2 separate regions of the Triticum aestivum genome follow, and region 1 is linked to region 2. The links are chromatin contacts, called in public Hi-C maps. All regions are on one chromosome and are shown on one strand. Each heading gives the region's core, a stretch centred on a gene start, on an enhancer-like site or on the middle of the called end of the contact. The rest is flanking DNA. Distances are from core to core; before and after follow the strand shown. Region 1 holds the start of LOC123137409. Region 2 holds the start of LOC123137407 (nicotinamidase 1).

What was found. Hi-C and Micro-C count contacts between places; a contact is called where the count stands out from the background.
Region 1: a contact with region 2 is called in a Hi-C map of leaf, with 5 times the contacts expected there. The contact joins the promoter of LOC123137409 here to the promoter of LOC123137407 in region 2. A contact is called at or near these places in 3 of 5 Hi-C or Micro-C datasets (all in leaf).

Annotation. Positions count from the first base shown.
Region 1 is chr6B:447,205,502-447,212,621 of IWGSC CS RefSeq v2.1, reverse strand. It overlaps LOC123137409, which reads left to right and starts at 4,863. Exons shown (of 6, transcript XM_044557160.1): 1 at 4,863-5,038; 2 at 5,711-5,822; 3 at 5,896-6,222; 4 at 6,322-6,407. The coding sequence starts at 5,765. It overlaps LOC123137410 (tRNA (guanine(37)-N1)-methyltransferase), which reads right to left and starts at 1,377. Exons shown (of 11, transcript XM_044557161.1): 1 at 1,130-1,377; 2 at 874-971. The coding sequence starts at 1,233.
Region 2 is chr6B:446,921,105-446,928,482 of IWGSC CS RefSeq v2.1, reverse strand. LOC123137407 (nicotinamidase 1) reads left to right here and starts at 5,445. Exons shown (of 5, transcript XM_044557158.1): 1 at 5,445-5,768; 2 at 6,156-6,339; 3 at 6,536-6,669; 4 at 6,754-6,939. The coding sequence starts at 5,613.

The sequences.
Region 1 (7,120 bases), core at 3,614-6,113, 280 kb before region 2:
AGGATCAATCTGATTCTAACTATCTATACAAGTCACAAGCCTGTAACTGATGTGAGTTCATCAGTTCAAATGCATTCATACTATTTTTGTTTGGTTCAAAAACAAACAATCATGCATTCTAGGAAAGTATGATTATGGTGCCTTCAAGCGTAAGAAGAAACAGAAATTAGAAGAAGAGTGGAGAACATAAAGACATTGATGGACTTGAATTGTTTTGCATATTTGTTTTCATCCAGGATTCAGTTAAGAAATCTATGGGCCCTGTTGATATTCTTAGTTGTTGATGAAGCGCCCCTTCAATCCTAATGCTATTATTGCAGGATTTTGTTAACAATTCCTGTAACTGTTGCATCTGCGCAAAGGAGCTTTTTTAAACTCAAGTTGTTGAATTCTACTATGACACAGGAAAGACTCAATGGTTTGGCGACAATAGCACTTATGTCTTGGAGAACATTAATTATAAAGACATAATTGAAGATATCATTTCAAGGAACGCAGGACAGATGGCACTTTTCAGTAGAGCATGAGGTCAGTTTACTGGTTTTAATCTTTTGCATTGCTACTTGAGAATTTTCTAAACATTGTACTAAATAACTTACATTTAAATTGTATAATTAAGTGATTATGCTTGAGTTATATTGGGCCCCATTTTGTTTTTCGCACCGGGGACCCGATTTCCAGGAGACGGCCTTGCTAAACAGGTTTAACAACTCTAAATTCTTGCTATGGTATTCAAGCTTTGACGGTAACTAGAAGTTCTTGGTCAATTCACAGAAGCAGGTTTAGTGTCATTTTTATAGTTCTCAAAAACAACAGACAAGCACCTCACAAGTTTAAAAATCTGCTTCGTTCCAGGGAGAGGTTAAGGCATACCTTGGTTCTGGATCTTCTCCGACAGCACCACAAGTCTGTTCTTGTCACTCCCAGGGTCCTCAACTACAGGCTTGACCCGCGGCATGTCCAGTAGGGGCCTGGAAGCAGGGGGGCAAGAAAATTCAGCGCTGCGCTACTACTCCGATGCCCCTACCGCTGTTAAACACGACGGCCACTTGGAAGTTGGAACCATCAAGATGTTGTGCTATCCTGCAACTGGGACCATTAAATCATAGAGGTGAGCGGCGGGTGTTACCCGGAGCGGAGCAGGCGAGTGACGGCGGAGGCGAGCTCCCGGGGGATGCGGAGCGCCCAGAGCTGCAGCTGCTGCTCGAACTTGCTCTCATCCAGCTTCTCCATTACCGCACACCCAGACACGCGCCCTCCTTTCCCTGAGGTTTCTAGGGTTTTGGACGCGGGGTGGGGGGAGGAGAGACGGCGGTCGGTGGGAGGCAGAACTCGCTCTCTTTTTTTTTTGAGGCTAACAGAACTCGCTCTCGGCCGGAGTCGTGGGGCGAGAGGCTAACCGTCGTGGGTCAGGACGCTTAATGGGCTGGATGAAGCATTGCTCGGCCCAAAGCATTTTTAGTTTTTGTTTTTTTAGAAAAGCATTTTTAGTTCACCACTTCGCGTTTTGGACCCGCTCGTTGGGCCAGTGCTGCGTCGGCTCCCATCGGTTTCGTTTTCGGGAAGGTCCTAGTCCTATAACTTTCCCTGGACAGGGTTTCCTTCCCCTCAAAAAAAAAGGACAGGTTTCCTTCCCCTAAAAAAATGGACAGGTTTCCATTTTTTATCTTTTTTCCTTTTTATTATTGATTTCCCCGTATTTCTTTCTGATTTTCTACTATTTTCTATTTTTACATTCGTGAATATTTTGAACACTTTGAAACAAAATAGTTAAGATTGCAAATGTTTTTGAATTTGTGAATATTTCCCAAAACCATTAGCATATTTGTATGCAAACATATTTGAAAATCACAAATATTTTTTCAAATTCGTTAATTGGTTGAAGTTGCAGACATCCTTCAAAATAGGAAACATAATTTTAAATTAAAAAATATCATACATTTTTATGAATTTTTGTAGGATTTTTGAATTCAGAGATATTTTTTAATTTTTGAATATTTTATCAAATCCATTATTATTTTTGAACTCATAAAAATTTCTTAAATTTAGATAATTTTTAAAATTTGCGGGTGTTTTCAAATTCAAGAAAAAAAATTAGTTCAAACGTACATATTCAAATTTGTGATTTTTTGAATTAGCAAACATGTTTTAGTTTCATTATATATATGTTTTGAATTCACAACAAATTTTTCGAATTTATGAACATCTTTTCAAATTCGTGAACATTTAAATCTTGCTTTTTAATAAAAATAATAAAATTCATGAACATTTTTTAAAAATCGTGAATGCTTTCTAAATCCATGCACTTTTTCCTTCAAAAAAGAACTTTTTAAAAATATAATATTTCACATTTAAATACTTTTTGAAAATAAAACCTAATTTTCTACCTTTTCTACGAAATTTTAAAAAGGGCAAAAAGGAGGAGGATAACATGTAAGCTTTTTTTAGACAATCTCACAAAGCATTATTAAATTGTCACAATGTTTACAGCAATGAATGTAAGGGATCCGATATGACCTGACCAAATATGGTGGCCAACCCCCAAGATAAAGCATGCCTCGCTAAATTTTGAGACTCAGCATTCGGGCTTCTAAATTCATGTATGAAATTATACCTAGCAAAGACTCTAGAAACGACAACGATTTATTGGATAATTGCACCATAACTTGTTGTACTTCCTTGCTTGACATGGATCCAATAAACATATAGATCGTCATCTAGTGCCAAAGCTTTCCTTGCGCTAGAGCTTCCAAAGCTATTGGATCCTCTATCCACACAAAAACTATAAAAGATGCCCCCAAAATCCTCCAAGGTGGTCCTTGCATACTGCTCTCAACGGCTCCAATCGATTTGTTCCTTGTCAGTGATGCATCAACATTTATTTTGCATATTCCATCAGGTGGACCCAACCAATGGTTTGATCGTGGAGGGGCTGATCTAGTGCTTGTTGAGGCAGGTTTCTGCAAAATATGTATCTCAGACATAAAAGAAATTATGAAACAATGAGTCGATAACGGGCTTTGGAATATAACCCCGTGTATCGCCTTTCTCAACATGCTAAACAGCCAAAGTGTCACCACCATTGATGAACTCATCATGTGGTATAGAATCGTGTAGCGTGAAGATCCAGTTTTTTGCACTAGATCCTAATTAGGGCACATGTGTTCAACTAAACCTGCGGGAGAAAAAGCCAAAGGGCTACTGACCAGGGAAGAATCAGGAATGCAAGACTCCAAGTATCTTCAGATCCACAAAGACGTAATACCAACATGGTGGCCGTACTGTGATGGTGAAGGAGCTCGCTGGTTGGTATGGAGTGTTGCGCCAAACGCCACAAGAACACCCTGATTTTGCTTGGCACACGGATCTTCTGTAAAGAAGTCCAACTGTTATTTTCTTGATCATGATGATCCATGTCGCCATTTCAGCCAACTTTTCTGTTCAACTTAGTATGCAAAATCGTTCGATAGACTGACTGAACTGAAAAGGCACCACGACTGTCTTCACCCCAAGCCCAAAAATCATCTACCCTCTTGGTGCATAGCGGGATCTTCAAAATCACTCCAACGTTTATGGGAATGAACACTGTCTTCACTACATCATCTCGTCGGGACGAGGAGGAGGCATCCATGGCGAGGAAACATGTAAGACATTCGTATGTACACAAAGTAGAAACCGTCCATCAAAGGAAAAGAACAAACGATGGGCCAGCGAAAGAATCCCAACACGCATCGTGCAACGCTCAAGTGTGTGTTTCCTCTTTTTTTTCACGTGTTATGCGCAAAATAGGAGGTGTCCACAAACTTGATGATGTGTAAAATTTCGGGAGCAGCCAAAATAGCACGCATAGACTAGACTCGATACTGTCGCGTGGCTCATCCACCACTGTCTTGTTGCTGAGGTAAACCACTTACAAAAAATGATTTCTCAGTCTCCATAGAGAAATTCGGATACGCGGTATTTTATACATTAAAATGGAAAATATGTTCGTGGATTTAAAAAGATGATCACGAATATTATTTTTATGAACTTAAAGAACTATCCATAAAATTCAAAAATATTCAAAATTTTAAAAGCTCGAATAAATTTAAAAATAATGATGAATTTGAAAAATGTCAACAAGTTTTAAAAATATTCATGTATCAACAAAAGTCTTTATTTAGTTTAAACTAAAAGAAAAGAAAAACACGAAAAAAAAACTTCCAAGGAAACAAGACGAAAACCAACAGAAAAACTTCGTTCCTTAGAAAATCTGGATAATCAAAAACAATCTTAAAAAAAACCTGTTGTGTGATGTGAGAGTTGTAGAAAGCTTAAACGAGCCAAGGATAAAAGCAAACCAAATGTGCGAATTCTTCGGAATGCTTTTTGCTCTTCTCTACAAGCGAAGAATATGAACTCTTTAAATTCCCTGAAAAAGGAGACTAGTGTTGAAGAGCATCTCCAACACCGAGCTCGTGTTCGCGGTTGACCCACACTTAAACGCCCAAGGATCAAAGTAGACTGAAAGTGGGTGGGAGAGTAGAAGAAAGGAGAAGGACTGAATGGACACGTGGTCGCTCGCGTTCACTCCCGATCACGTGAGAGAGAACACTTGATGCAGCTGACGTTTCACGGGATTCACGCATCAAGATTGGTGAGTGCATTAGACGGTACATAGGGCGTTCGGGTTGAGAGTCTAAAAAACTGATGTCGTATATTTATCATTTATCAATTCTGATTTTTGTTTGGACAAATTCGAATTATAACCGTACAAAGCGCGAGTTTTACATCCCTATCCCCAGGGCTCTATCCGTCTCGGGCCGGGCCACAACAAATGAAAACCCTAATAACCGGGCGTGGCCCAATGGCAGTTTCCCGCACCGCCCAGCGAAATCCGACCGTTGCGCTCCTCGCCTTTTCCCCTCTTCCTTCCCACCGCGCCGCTCCCGCAGACCCTACCTAAGTTTTCCCCAATTCATTTGGCTCCAATCCATCCCCGAACAAGGCAAGAACACGGACAAGCCAAGAAGAACAACTCCCCAGCGTCTCCGGCGAGGTACTCCTCCTTCTCCCCCCTCTTCCTCTCGCGTCCTGACCTAGGCTCTAAATCTCTCCTACCTCCCGCGCGTCGCCGTTCGCGTTCTTTCCCCGTCGGGACACCGCGTTCCTGCTGCCTCCGCCTCCGTTCCGCGGCCTTTGGCCATAGGGTTTTGATTGAGGTATGTACGAGGCTGTTCTCATCCAGCGATTACTGAGATCCCACCGACCTTCGCGATTTCCGGGGCGCACCACCATCTAAATCCGCCCTGTCCATCCATCTGGTTCGCGTATTCTTCTTCTTCTTCTTCTCGGGCAGGGTTATGAGCATCGACGCTTATGTCTTCTGATCTGTTTTCTTGGACACGCCAAGCGTGGTCTTTCTGAACACGCGTTGCATATTCCACAGCGGGATTGCTGTTAACCTAAAATATATGTGAGATCTGGGTTTGCCTTTTCGAAACAACGTGGTCTGATGTGTAAGCTGCAATTTCTACACCATACAATAGGATAGGGAAGTCCTTGATTCATATCTGTGAGCGGAATCTTGGTTGCCTTCACAAAACAATGTGGTCCGATGTTAAAAACAAATAAACCATATGCTGATTGCAAGTTTCTTTACAGCACAATAGCGTTGGGAACTCGTTGTGTATTGCTTCTGTCGTCTGATTGATTTCCCTTTGCGCAGCAGCGTTTAATTCCATCCAGGCTTTCGAGGTACAAGAAGAAAGGCTTCTGTTCGGCCATGGCTTTCCCAGCTCCAGCTGCTGTATTCCTTGATGAGAACCTGCCAATCCATAGAGGTGAGCCTTCTTTCGCTCGAAACTAATTCATGGTATGGAAGTTCCCTGTTGTAAGCGTGTTCCTGGTGTGCAGGCAAGAGGACTGATGGGCTGAACGCGAGGCCACTGAAACCATCAGCAAAGCCATCAGCAAGGAAGGCCCTGCGGGATGTGTCCAACACCAGCAAGCCCCAAGCGCCTAGCATTCAAAAAGGCCACCCCTTGAAGGACAGGTCCGTCCTGAAAGACAAGTCTGCTCTTCGCAGCCAAGAAGCCATTAAGAAGAACCCACTGAGCAAGACTACAATCTATGCTGATGAAGCCACCAAAAAATGTCATGAATGGGCCAAGGGTGGGGTGGAGGGCACCCACTTCACTGGGAATGATGCTCAGAGGTTGGACAGTGACAAGATAGACAAACGTGAGAATTTGTGTCTTATAGTTTGCTTCATTTGCCTGTTCGTATGTGGGCGGACCTTTTCAATATGTGCATCTAACTGGTTATATCATGTCTGTGCAGGTGTCAAGAAGAAAGTGGAGAAAATAACGTCAGCATTGCATGACTGGTCAGATGTGATATTTGATCCTCTGCTGTTTCCAGCTAAGGTAAGCCACCCACATGCACTGTGTTTTTAAAACTCCTCCAGGTTATTTTGAATGTCTACATACTTCTGTACGCATTTCGCCAGTTCACACGTAAACATTCTGTTAGTATTGGTCTCTTGGTTCGATAAACTGCTAAATTTACATCCGGATTAACTAATTATGGTAACGTTGGCAAACAGGAATAATGTTTATCTCAGTATGCCTTACTCAGCTTTCTTTCATAACCGAATGCACTATCTACCTACTGAACTTGCTATGCCTTTTACTATGACATAAGCATAGAAACAAAAATTACATGATTACTTGTTCCACTGTTTCTTTTAGCTAATGTTGGTACATAAACCAATGTGTATAAATTCATAAATGTGATCCTTTCATGCCTCTTGCATGGAGGAACTGTATCATGTCCTTTTACCACAAAAGAAATATTTGCCATTATTGATTGCTGCAAGCTTGTTCTTTTTATCTGTAGAAGCAATTAAGAAGTAGTAAAAATGTGGACTAGGCAACAAAGATGTACTCCCTCCATTCCAATGAATGAGGCGCACACATTTCAAAAATCAACCTTGACCAACAAAATGTATGTTATATGTGATAAAAGTTACGCTATAGGATTCATATTCAAAAGAACTTTCAATGGTGTAATTTTTAAGTCACTAAAATATATATTATTGCTGTAATTTATGGTCAAAGTTGGATTTTGAAAAGCATGG
Region 2 (7,378 bases), core at 4,196-6,695:
AAACTTGCTTGATTTTGCATGTAGCTTCATATTATCATGTTGCATCCTTGTTTTGAGGTATTTGCTTGATATTTGTATGCTTTTTGCATCAATGCCATGTTTAACTTGTTTTGCTCATATCTTCTAGGTCGTAGCTCCAAATCTAATGAACTTTACATGTAACTTGACTAGAATCTCGTGTAGATAATCTAGGTGCATCTTAACTTGCTATTTAACAACTTGAACATAATGTTTATTCAGATCTGGACCAATTTCGAAATTTGCATATGAGGACTTACCGGAATTGTTATATGTTGTTCCCGGCCTCATTTAAACTTGCCTTGATGTGTTGCTCTTGTTTGCATCATCTCTTGCCATGAGTGGCTTCATGTAGCCTTGTCATGCATCATGCTTGGTTGTGCATCATGTCTTTTATATGTGTGGTGTGTTTACCATGTTGTGTGTTTCTCTTGATAGTTCCTGTTTCGTTGCGATGGTGAGGATTCGTTCGTCTACGCTTGGTTCGTCTTCGTGGCTACATCTCCTTCATGGACTCGTTCTTCTTACTTGCGGGATTTCAGGCAAGATGACCGCTACCCTGGATCTCACTACTATCATTGCTATGCTAGTTGATTCGTTCTATCGCTATGTTGCGCTACCTATCACATGTTTATCAAGCCTCCCAAAATTGCCATGTCAGCCTCTAACCTTTTCACCCTTCCTAGCAAACCATTGTTTGGCTATGTTACCGTTTTTGCCCAGCCCCTCTTATAGCGTTGTTAGTTGCAGATGAAGTTGAAGATTGCTCCATGGTGGACAGGATTATGTTGGGATATCAAAATATCTCTTATATTATTAATGCATCTATATACTTGGTAAAGGGTGGAAGACTCGGCCTTATGCCTGGTGTTTTGTTCCACTCTTGCCGCCCTAGTTTCCGTCATACCGGTGTTATGTTCCCGGATTTTGCGTTCCTTACGCGGTTGGGTGATTTATGGGACCCCCTTGACAGTTCGCTTTGAATAAAACTCCTCCAACAAGGCCCAACCTTGGTTTTACCATTTACCTCACCTAGCCCTTTTTCCCTTGGGTTTCCGGAGCCCGAGGGTCATCTTTATTTTAGCCCCCCCCCCCGGGCCAGTGCTCCTTCGAGTGTTGGTCCGAACTGAGATGCCTGCGGAGCCACCTCGGAGAAACTTGAAGTCTGGTTTTACTCGTAGCTAGTCTCATCCGGTGTTGCCCTGAGAACGAGATATGTGCAGCTCCTATCGGGATTTGTCGGTGCATCGGGCGGTTTTACTGGTCTTGTTTTACCATTGTCGAAATGTCTTGTAAACCGGGATTCCGAGTTTGATCGGGTCTTCCTGGGAGAAGGAATATTCTTCGTTGACCGCGAGAGCTTATCATGGGCTAAGTTGGGACACCCCTGCAGGATATTATCTTTCGAAAGCCATGCCCGCGGTTATGGGCAGATGAGAATTTGTTAATGTCCGGTTGTAGACAACTTGACACCAGATATGAATTAAAATGCATCAACCGCGTGTGTAGCCATGATGGTCTCTTTTCGGTGGAGTCTGGGAAGTGAACACGGTTTTGGGTTATGTCTGACGTAAGTAGGAGTTCAGGTTCACTTCTTGATCATTGCTAGCTTCACGACCATTCCGTTTGCTCTCTTCTCGCTCTTATTTGCGTATGTTAGCCACCATATCATGCTTAGTCGCTGCTGCAACCTCACCACTTTACCCCTTCCTTTCCGATTAAGCTTTGCTGGTCTTGATACCCATGGTAATGGGATTGCTGAGTCCTCGTGGCTCACAGATTACTACAACAACAGTTGCAGGTACAGGTTATGCGACAATCATGACGCGAGAGCGATGTTTGCTTGTTTCGGAGTTCTTCTTCTGCTTCTTCGTTTAGGGGATAGGTTCCAGGTCGACAGCCTGGGCTAGCAGGGTGGATGTCGTTTGAGTTTCTGTTTGTGGTTCATCCGTAGTCGGATGGTGATCTTATGTAAGATGATGTTGTATTCGTGTGGCATTGTATGCCTTTTGTATGTATCCCCATCTATTATGTAATGTTGATGTAATGATATCCACCTTGCAAAAGCGTTTCAATATGCGGGTCTATCCTTGGTGGTACCTTCGAGTTCTTCTTGGATAGGGTCGCATATTGGGAGTGACAAATAAGTTCTCTTTTGAGACATTTACTGTAATAAGTGTGTGATTGCTACTCTGTTATAAATCCTTCAAGTACTGTGCGTGTCAACATTACCGATCCAGGGATGACACTGTTACACAGAGATCAGACTGTTTAAGGTCTGGTCGCTACAGGGAGATGGCGCGAGCTCGCCCGCGTCGCCGAAAAATCGGCGGGAGGATTTCAGCTCACTTCCCGCCGAGTCCACCCCTATTTAGCCCCCTCCCTCACCGCCCCAACTCCCGCTACCATTCTTCCTCCGTTCGAGCTTTCTCGCGGACGCGCATCGGCACTGACGAGCAGGTAAGCGGCGCATCTTCATCGGCCGGCGGTCTACGGCGTCGGCGCTCCTTCACCAGCCGACGTTGATCTTTCACGACCGTCCCCCCTCGTCCTCGAGCTGCAGCCATGGCCTCTGTGAGTTCAATCCCCCTTTCTCTCTGTTCCTTCTAGCTAGATCTGATCTGTAGGTAGGGTTTGATCTAGATGCATGGTTGATTAGTGGTCTAATCTGTGAGTTGATATGGTTGATTGCCATGATGCGGTTGCAATTTATGGTAGGGCTAGATGTTGAAGCATGTGGTAGGCTAGATTAGTAGTAGAGTTTGAAGTTGAACCTTGTGCTTGTGTTGATTCGTCTTAGATCTGTGATTTGTACCTATTGGTGGTCCATTTATAGCATGTTGTTTGCTGTAGATGTATATTCGTGCTCATAGGTTGTCATGTATGCTTAGTATGATAGCAATGAACTATATGTGCTTAGTATGATAGTCATGAACCATGTACATGTATGTTGCTGCTTTCATGGATTGTCTGGTATGCTGTGTGTTATGCTTACCATCAATGCATGCTATGATTGTAGGACATGACCACGCAGACGCAAGATCTTAGTCAGGCACTTGTCCTGTCCGACAGCCAGTTTGCTCCATCTTTTGTCAAGGACTCGCAGCCTATGTCCGAGATGGCACCTGATTTAGAGGTGTTCGCGCCTGATTCCCTCTATGTGACAGTAGTGCTCGTTGAGCCAACTCCTGCTGTTGATGCTGCTGCCGCCGTCGCACTCAAGGTAGCAGCAGCAAAGGCAAAGAAGGATGGTAGGTCGAACAACATGAAGTGGCAGCCGTTCATGTCCACGTTCGTGCTGAACAACATGTGTGAGCTCATCTCTAGTGGAGTTAGGACTAACAAGGGCTTCAAGGAGGTGCACTTGAACACTGTTGCGAAGCAGGTGTTCGAGTTCTGTGGGCAGGAGGTGTCTGCCACCCAGGTGTACAACCACCTGAGGAAGTGAAGAGGTCGATGGATCCAAGTGTCCAAGCTGAGAGACCTTAGCGGCGCCTCATGGGATGAGAACACTTGCTCCATAGTTCTGGAGGCAAAGCACTACACCGGCCATGTCGCGGTTAGGTCACAGCCCTCTTCCTTTTCATACTGTCCACCATTGCCTACTCCTAATCGCAACTAACAACACTTGTGTTTCATTCTTAGGACCACCCAAGGGACGCTGAGTTCCTCAACACACCCATACAGAACTACAGCCAGATGCAACACATCTTCTCCTTCGGGCTGGCAACTGGGAAGCATGCCATGGGCTCGGGGGAGCCTCTTGGTTCTCCCATGCCAGACTTCCCTGGGACCCCGGACGTCGAGGTCCTTGATGGCCCTGACAAGCCAGCTGCGAAGCCCTTCGACAAGCCATTTTACCCCGTCCATGATAGGAAGAGGAAGAGAGGAGGCCTGATGGAGGAGGATATCAATGTCTTTTGCAGCATGACTGAGGCAGTGAAGGAGGTTGCAACAGCCATCAGGGAGTGCAAGCCCCTCGACGTCCACCCTGACCTGTATGGCGCTGTCATGACCCAGGGTGGCTTCAGTGACGAGGCTCTCATGGCAGCTCTCAGCCACCTGCTTGACAACAAGGCCCAGGGTGTTGGGTTCGTTGCCATGGCAGACGCTCACAGGGTGCTGTGGATCAGGAGCTGGTTGGGCAAGCACTACTACTAGAGTAGTGCTGCCTGTGAGCGTGCATGATCCCCGACGGTGATGGTGGTGGCGACGACGACGACGATGACGATGACGACGAACATTTTGTGTAGCTAGGGCTGAAAACAATTTGATGGTTTGTATATTTTGGTGAGGTGGTATATACTAACCCCTCACGATGATGGGAACTTATGGTGGTAGGATGACACCCTCTTTTTGATGTGGTGGTAGGTTAACATCAAGGTAGTGCTAGGTTAAACTTGTTATGCCGTATGATCATGCATGCTTTACTTCTCTTCTGCTCCATTGTTGTTTGTGTGCTACTTTGCTTGCTACTTGTGTGTTCCATTGATTTGTTGCTTCAGCTCTTGCTCTTGTGCATTGCTAAGGCAAGTGGTATGCCGTGTTCATCGGTGATGCTTCAGGGGTTTATAGTTCATGGGAAGAAGCCAATGCACAAGTGACATCGTATAGCAACAACATTTATAGAGGGTTCAAGACTAGGCAGGCAGCAGAACAAGCTTACTCCGCCTAGGTGCGAAAGCACGGAGGCAGCAGTGTTGACAGTGGCAAGGTTGGAGGTGTCAAAGTGGAAGGTGCTAAGATGGATCGTCAGTTTGGGCTGAAGCTGAAGAACTTCATCATTTTCGCCCAGTTCATCGTCATTGCTGTGTTGTGGCGTTGATGTGCTAGGTGTGATCATTATGGGTAAGCTCATCAACTAGTGTACAAGGTAAGCACAACATGTATGTTGTATGCAAGCAGACGCCGTGTTCATGTACCGCTAGAGCCAATGCATGCAACCAAACAAAGTGCACTTACGTATTATCTAATGCAGTGACACTAGATGCAGGCAACCAAACAACTTGCAAATGACGCATTAGGGTCTGTTTTTGCTCAATCAGGTTGGGTCGAGAAGTGTATGCGATGCAGGAACTGTTCACAACGACAACCAAACACACCCTAGGAGTAGAGATAAAGCAGAGCGTCCCGAGTGTCTTTTCTCTAAAGAAATAACAAAGCACAAATGGGTATGAAATCTCGTTCATGTGTTTTGCTCAGCAAACAACGGCGTGATGCGCCGTGCAACCAATCTGACAATACGTTGGTCACAAAAGTAAACCTAAACTTGGCGTGTCGATCACACCGCAAATCAGCTCGGCGCCTTCTCACTCACTCCGACCACCCCTTGCCCTTGATGTAGGCCGTGTTTTCCCCAAGTCTGTTCGCTCATATCCGCGCGCAGCCACTTGGGTGGACGAATGAATTTCCTTCTCATCTTTTGGGTGTTCGTTTGACCAAGTTTGCCAATCAGGGTCCCGCCTCTCACCGGGGTTCCAACTGGATGGTGCCAGTCGAGAAAGGAGATTAGACAAAACGGGGCTCGTGACGACTACTTGATCGGGACCAGTCAAACCCAAACCACCAACCGCCCCTTCCCTTCACGCATCTCCATGGGGTCCGAAGCCAACGGCGGCGCCGCCGCGATTGACCTGCTCCGCTCGGCGGCACCCTTCCTGCCGGACGCCGACCTCCTCCTGACGCCCGGCACGGGGCTCGTCCTCGTCGACCTCGTTAACGGCTTCTGCACCGTCGGCGCCGGGAACCTCGTGAGTTCTGCTCCCCCTCCTCTGCTCTGTTTTTGAGTATACTGGTGACGAGCCTTCGCGCGAGGTTGATCGGCTCTTGCGGGAGCTCGGTGGTCCGGTGGATGCATGCCGCCATGCCGAAAGAGTTGGAGTTTTGCTGGTTGCTCTACGATGGGGACGCGAGTGAATAGGCCAGATATCCTCTCGCAGCTTCCTCCTGTCTTGCTTCTTGGCTCTTGTTGTTCTCTTCTTGTCACTCACTTCTCGCTCCGTCTCGTGCTTATTTCTTCTCTTTTCTCTTTCTGGCCCATCTTGAATCTCCACTTTCCCTTTTCTTCCTCCCATGAATATCAATCTGCATGAAGTATTACTTGTTTTACTTATATATAAGAAAGTTGGCGTCTGCAGGCCCCCGTCACGCCGAATAAGCAGATCGAGAAGATGGTGGAGGAGTCTACCAGGCTTGCCAAGGTGTTCTGCCAGAGGAACTGGCCGGTCTTTGCGTTCCTTGATACCCACCACCCCGATAAACCCGAGCCGCCTTTTCCGCCGCACTGTATCATCGGTTCCGGTGAAGAAAACTTTGTTCCAGGTTACTCCACATTTTTCTTATTATTACTTCTCTTAAGCCTATCGCAGAGCATGTTCAGTTTCTATGAACTGATTCTTTCATGTTGAATTGGGATATGCTAAATCGATGGTTTTGGCAACCTGATAAGATATGGGAGAATGACAACAGAATACGTTCCATATCTGGATTCTGACGAAGTTCAATCTGCTATATGCAGCTCTTGAGTGGCTGGAGAATGATCCAAATGTGACAATGAGGCGCAAGGACTGTATTGATGGTTATCTTGCTTCATTTGAGAAGGATGGGTCCAATGTTTTCAGCGAGTGGGTCGCAAAGTTCCAGATCAAAACCGTAAGAGATCCTTCCTATTTAAATGTTCGGTGAAAAAAAGTGTGATCCCCGTTTATAAGTGACTCGTGAATTTGCTTGATGCAGGTTTTGGTCGTAGGAATATGCACTGACTTCTGTGTTTTGGACTTTGTGAGTTCTACTCTGGCTGCAAGAAACATTGGCCGAGTGCCCCCGTTGGAAGATGTTGTGATCTATTCCGAGGGATGTGCGACATTTGACCTCCCTGTCGAAGTAGCCAGGAGTATCAAAGGAGCTTTGGCCCATCCACAGGTACTCGGCCACTAAACTCTACTATGCATAGTCAGTGAGAGTGTAGACTTCAGAAAGAGAGTAGATAGCTTTCGTATTCTGGAGCATGTAATTTTAGCTAGTACTTCCTCCGTCCCAAAATAAGTGTCTTAACTTTGTACTAGCTCTAGTACAAATTTATACTAAGCTCAAGACACTTATTTTGAGACGGAGGGAGTATTAGGTTTTGTAAAACAGAAGACATTGAAGGAGTTCCCAGCATCCAGAGTTCATATACCATACCAAAATCCCATGCCATGTGATCCGGAGTTTTTATAGCTATATAGAACATCAACAAAGAGGAAAATTGTGTTCTGCCTAAAAAAAGTGCACTAGTTTTACATGGAAAATGCACTGTCGTGTTGGCTGCGAAGTATTTACGCGTAGAGTTCATCTGCTTTCTCTTGACCTGAAAGTCACT